2 separate regions of the Sus scrofa genome follow, and region 1 is linked to region 2. The links are chromatin contacts, called in public Hi-C maps. All regions are on one chromosome and are shown on one strand. Each heading gives the region's core, a stretch centred on a gene start, on an enhancer-like site or on the middle of the called end of the contact. The rest is flanking DNA. Distances are from core to core; before and after follow the strand shown. Region 1 overlaps TCF4 (transcription factor 4). Region 2 overlaps TCF4 (transcription factor 4).

What was found. A called contact is a pair of places that touch in the nucleus more often than the background predicts.
Region 1: a Hi-C map of retroperitoneal adipose tissue shows a contact between it and region 2, with 2.2 times the contacts expected there. The contact joins two enhancer-like sites. A contact is called at or near these places in 19 of 47 Hi-C or Micro-C datasets (alveolar macrophages, brain, embryonic fibroblasts and 11 more) and 2 of 2 datasets of contacts at active chromatin or transcription factors (alveolar macrophages and skeletal muscle).

What each region holds. Positions count from the first base shown.
Region 1 is chr1:104,904,227-104,906,926 of Sscrofa11.1, reverse strand. All of the region lies in intron 5 of TCF4 (transcription factor 4), which reads left to right. Among named protein-coding and RNA genes, the nearest start is that of TCF4, 170 kb to the left of the region's middle. Within about 2 kb of position 1,271, at least 3 of the 83 cell types and tissues checked have an H3K27ac peak or open chromatin away from gene starts, as enhancers often do. A contact at or near this core is called in retroperitoneal adipose tissue, where this site is marked.
Region 2 is chr1:104,734,529-104,737,228 of Sscrofa11.1, reverse strand. All of the region lies in intron 15 of TCF4 (transcription factor 4), which reads left to right. Among named protein-coding and RNA genes, the nearest start is that of CCDC68, 260 kb to the right of the region's middle. Within about 2 kb of position 1,253, at least 24 of the 83 cell types and tissues checked have an H3K27ac peak or open chromatin away from gene starts, as enhancers often do. A contact at or near this core is called in retroperitoneal adipose tissue, where this site is marked.

The DNA.
Region 1 (2,700 bases), core at 22-2,521, 170 kb before region 2:
ACGCCCCTTCTCTCTCCTTCCTCCATTCTTCCTCCTCCCTCATCATCATTTCCTCTGCCTCTCCCCTTCCTTCCTGTGTCCCCCTCCTTCCTCTCTTGATTTAGTCATGATCATACATTCAGCAATCCGGAGGTTTTTCTCAAACATCCTAGTGTGGGACTCAGTGGTTTGTGTAATTTTATCCGTGAACCATCACCTTCCTTGAAGAGCAGGTTCAATGGTTAGCAGTCCTCCTACTCTGCTCTCTGAATGCCCTGAATTGTATTTTGAATTATGGGCTCTTCCACCCGAACTTCTCAGTAGTGTATGTTTAGTAATATAGACCCTATATAATCTAAGACTATAGAAATGGTCATCGAATATATTACAAATGATAATATATGTTTCCCTAAGTTGTAAACACATTTCATCAAAACCCCAAACCAATCTCCCAATATATGAAATGATCAAAGACCTTAGAGCTAGAGAAGCAGGGAAATGTCATCTAAGTTTTTTGATAGCAGTTACCTTCAGATGTTTTGGATAAATCATCTGAATTTTTATTTACTTTGATTTATTTAATATTGTCCAATAATCATGAACTGCATTCTAGTGGCTATCCAGTATATATACTTAGATTATCTTCTGCCTGTGGCTTAAAATGTTACTTATATACATTTGTGTATATGTGTAAGTATAGTACATTTGTATAAGCTGCATTAAAAATTTTTTTGAAACCCCCACCTCCCTTATTTTTGTGCATTCTTGATTATCATATCAGTGCTTGTGGTTCCTTCAAGAGATGATAATGGTTATATTCTAATTGTTAGTTGTGAGCTCAGCTTGGAAACTGAGGCCATCCCCTCAATGTCATGGCTCTAAAATATGTAATTTTCTCATATAGACTCTTTGTAACAAACGTAATATTCAGCCTTTGCCTCTGTGTTCTGTTCTGCTGTACCTAATCTGGAATTTGGTCATTATTATTTTTTACAACTAATGTTAGTAAGGCTCAGAACATCAGTTTAATGGGCAGCACATAATTTATTGCTAAAGGCGATTTGCGTGGTGAGACTTAGCTGCTTATTTTCTTAAAATTTGCTGATAAATTCTAAAGAGTTGAGCAAGCAAGTCTTCCTCCTATGATACTGTCTCTGCTGCATCTGGCTGGGAATGTCATAGAGCTCTTCCAGAGGAATCAAAGAACCAGACTTCTTCCGCTTACATGGAGTTTAATGTCCTTAGTAGAGCATGGGCATGGGGAATAGACAGGGAAAGAGCCCTTTTAGGTTAGCAAACCAAGGCAGGTTCGCTGGAAGTTAAGCCTAGAGTCTAAAGGTGACTCTGTCTTGGGGAAGGAAGCAGGAGGGGACCAGTGGATCTGATAGAAGAGGGTTTTCCTCTCACATCCAGGACACTTATGTCTTGGAATTCTGTTGTTTGTTAGGGCCCTCTACTTGGTAATGTGAGATGAATTTCTTTAAAACCATCAGTCTTCATGAGTGGAGATGAACACATGTAAAGAGTTAGTGCACTTCCAGAAAAAGGCTTCTCTAACCCATGGAAAGGACCTGTCTGAAAGGATCTTGGAGATCAACACATGTTTGCTTTTGAAAAATCCAGCTAAATAGGTTGGATTGAGTAGTCATGGATTTTTTTTGCTGTTGTTTTTGTTGTTGTTATCTACCAGGTTACCAAGTGTATTGGAATTTCCTCTGATGTAACCTGAAAGACTAAATCAGTCCACATAAATCGATTGTTCTTATCCCTGACTTGGTAGACAAATCAGTGGACTTTTATTTAAAAAATAGAGATTCCTAGTCACTTACGATGGAGCATGATAATGTGAGAAAAAAGAATGTATACATGTATGTGTAACTGGGTCACCTTTCTATACAGTAGAAAATTGACAGAACACTGTAAACCAGCTATAATGGAAAAAATAAAAATCATTATAAATGAAAAAAAGGAAAACAAACAAAAATAAAAATATAATATAGAGATTCCAAACCCCATTCCACTGAATGTAAGTACCCCGAGGTACAAAACCCAGGTATCTATTTTCAGAAAAGTTTTACTAATGATTCTCATGATCAGCAGGGGTTCTGAGCCATAGAATTGCATTGCAGGGGCTAGGGGGTATGCTTTTCTGTACACCCATCCTATGTCTTCCTTTCCTCCTAAGACTATAGCAAAAATCTTTAATTTCTACTTGCGTTTGATACCTTTGGTGTGGATGCAAGATTGACCATTTTTCATTTTTATTTGAAAAAGTATTCCATTTCTTCAAATTAAAAAAAAAAATAAGATTTCAAGTACATATGTTGTTTCTTCAGAGGCTCCCCACAGTCCTTCATTGCCTTGGTTCTACCCAACCACCATAGACACAAACCACAATAAAAATAGACAGCAAGGCAGGCAGAACTGTTAAGACCTTATTCACATAAAGCCGGTAGTAAGTTACTCATTAGAAGTAAGTTGAGTGATTTCAGGGTTAGGCTTAGTCCTTCAGGTCTCTAGGGAACCCTTGTACAAATTGCTGATTCAGAAAATCATTACTCCGGTGGCTCAAGTGGCACTTTAGTGGCCTTAAAGAGTTATTTGACACACCTCCCCAAACAACTAAGTTATCCCCATGATTATGTTGATTAATTGCACACTCTGTGGAATTAGTGTTATTTTCAATGAAAGATTTTCCTGCATTGGGAAAAGAAAGCATAA
Region 2 (2,700 bases), core at 4-2,503:
TTATAGCTTCCTCTGGATACATAAATCATCTTACAACTATAAAGTTGAGTTTAACGGAAAGATCTGTCCAGTATTAGTTAAATGACATCTTTGGGGAAGCATTGTCCTGATACAATAGCCACATTCATTTTCACGCAGTTAATTGGACATATTGTCAAAAACCACGGTGTTAAGTTTCCACATTTTAATTTCACATTTTTGCCTTCTCCCTGGCTTCTGCAACAGGACCGGGTCTCGTTTGGAGCTGAAAGTGTGTGAAAGTTATTGGAGAATGGTAGTCTCTGGGTAATGTTTCTGTAAGCTGCCCCCAATTTTCCCCCCTGTAGTCTAGATGGGAAACAGCTGGTTTTTGTTTAAAAAGCTGTTTTGCGAAGTGTCTGAATCTTGAGGTGTAGAACTGAGGTCACCAGTAAAAGCAGGTGCTCAGGAACAAGTGAGAAAGACGCTGGGGCCCGGCTGGCCCTATAATCTTCTGCAGAGTCCTTCCTATTAGAGGAAAAAGTGTTGAGGTTGGCTCCTTTATTTAGGAGGCAAACAGATAAAGTAATCACGTTCGAGATGCTGTTAGAAATAGAGTATCTTTGAACGTAGCCAGCCCTTGAGTGCGTAATTAGCTCTCTCTGAAATGGCTGTTTCCCTCCCAAGGCTTCAAAAACGAAGGTCCAAGCCTTTAACTTCCTTTATGTACTTGCATTTCCTCTCTAAATACACCCACAGTAAAAAGAACTACAGTTTCAAATAAGTAGTCCCAGAGCCTGGTCCATCCTCTGAGTTTCTGGATGCGGTCTCAAAGAAGGAAAGAAGAGGGACCTGCATGGGCAAGGCCAGGCAGTTTTGCATGGCAAAGCACAAAACATGTGGAATCGCTAAAGTCCAGTGCACGTCAGATATCCACCAGACTGAAGATGAAAGGAAATGAACTCCTCCCTTGGGCGCTGGAGGTTATTAGCAGCTGTTTATCCAGTCGGGAATAGAGATTAACATTGTAATTTTTTTTTTAAAGAACTAGAAGAAAATTTGTTTGGGAAGTTGGCTCTTCGTATCGGGTCACTGTGCATTGCCAAAAAAAACTTCCTTTCTCAGAACTTATGTAGTCGAGTTGAGCAATGTTATGATTCTCTGAGAGACTCAGGATTACCAAAAAGTCCATCTCCATTAAATAGAAGAGCCAAGGACAGAGCAGTGGATGGACGTCCGCCACAGGCCCATTCCCTTGAACTCCACAGCGTGAAACTTGCTGTTTGGTCCAGTACCTGTTCTCCTCCTGCCTCTAAATGGGGGTGTTCTTCCCCAACCTCCCAGCCCCCAACTTCATCTTTGCCACTCTCAGGCATACACAAATGGATTTTGTGCATGCCTACCACTTGCAAATGCCTTTTCATGACATATTGGGGAAACGGCTTGGTGCTCTGTGAAGCTTTGCTCTTAAAAAAAAAAAGTTGGATATTGGTATTTTTTTTCCCTGATTTAATGCTACTCTTAATGTCATTTTCTTTTATTAAATCCTTTCTTTTGCTTTTGATCTTATTTATAGCAGAGCCACCGGTCATATGGAAACTATTACTGTATAGCTGGGAGATGAAAGACTTCATTGCAGTTAAATAAGAGTGAATCATTTGGGCCAATAATACACACATACAGCGAGGTTCCATTTGTATCCAAAATGCCCTATGTTGCTCACTTTGTAACTAAACCATTGAGGTTTATAAAGGGCTTTACAGAAGTCTGCTTTTTGTCCAAAATATGTCTCTGACAACGTGAAAACACGTTGATTTGCAGTCCTTAGCTGCTGCTTCGTATATGCATAATCTAAATATTGGCACTTCTTGTGAAAATAGCAACTTTCATTTAAAGTTGAGATGTTAATTAATGTTAAATGCCATTTAAGCTGATCTGTAGATAATCTATATCAAAATTCTACCCATCATTTGAAAACTACCTAAAATGACACCTTCTTCTTAAAGTAGTCCCTGGTTTCTTCATCCAGTGTGATTTCACTCATCTTTAAATCCCTTCACGACCTGTACCCCTTCATGACATTCATCTTGTTTTGCCTTGTATAGTAGTTGTTTTGATCCACCAGTAAGGTGTAAGAGACCATAAAGTAATACTCACATCTTTTGTTCATTATTTTTCCTGAAAATACCTAAATCGTGTCTTGCATATAATAGACATTCAGGGCATTTGTTGAATTAAATGAAATGTTTGTTTTTTTTTCTTTTGATAGGAACATGCTAAACCTATATTCAGCAGTACCAAAAGCGTTTAGAGTGCAGATAGTCTCCCAAGATAGATGCCATAGGTGTCATCCTTTACTGTTAAGGAAACCCCTAATTCACCTTGTGGTAGTCTGATCCCATACAAGGACCCAGCCCTCGCCCTTAGAATGCTTACACCTCAGGACAAGGATAGGCTTTCTGAATAGCAGCTAAACAAAATCATTGACACGTACGCCCTACCATATTAGACAGTGGCCGCTAGTGTGTGGCATTCAGACTGAACAGTCCAGGAGAACCCTGTCCAGGCCCAGCAAGATGATGAGAATTCTGGAGACTCAGACCTTCCAGGAGGAGTAAGAGGAAGAGAAGTGGGACTAATAAAAGTGAAGTGGTCAGTGGGTCAGTGGGGAAGGAAACCCGCCCTGGCGGACAGAAGAGGGAGGGCTTAGCTCAAGCCTCAGAGATGTGGAAGAGAAGGGCC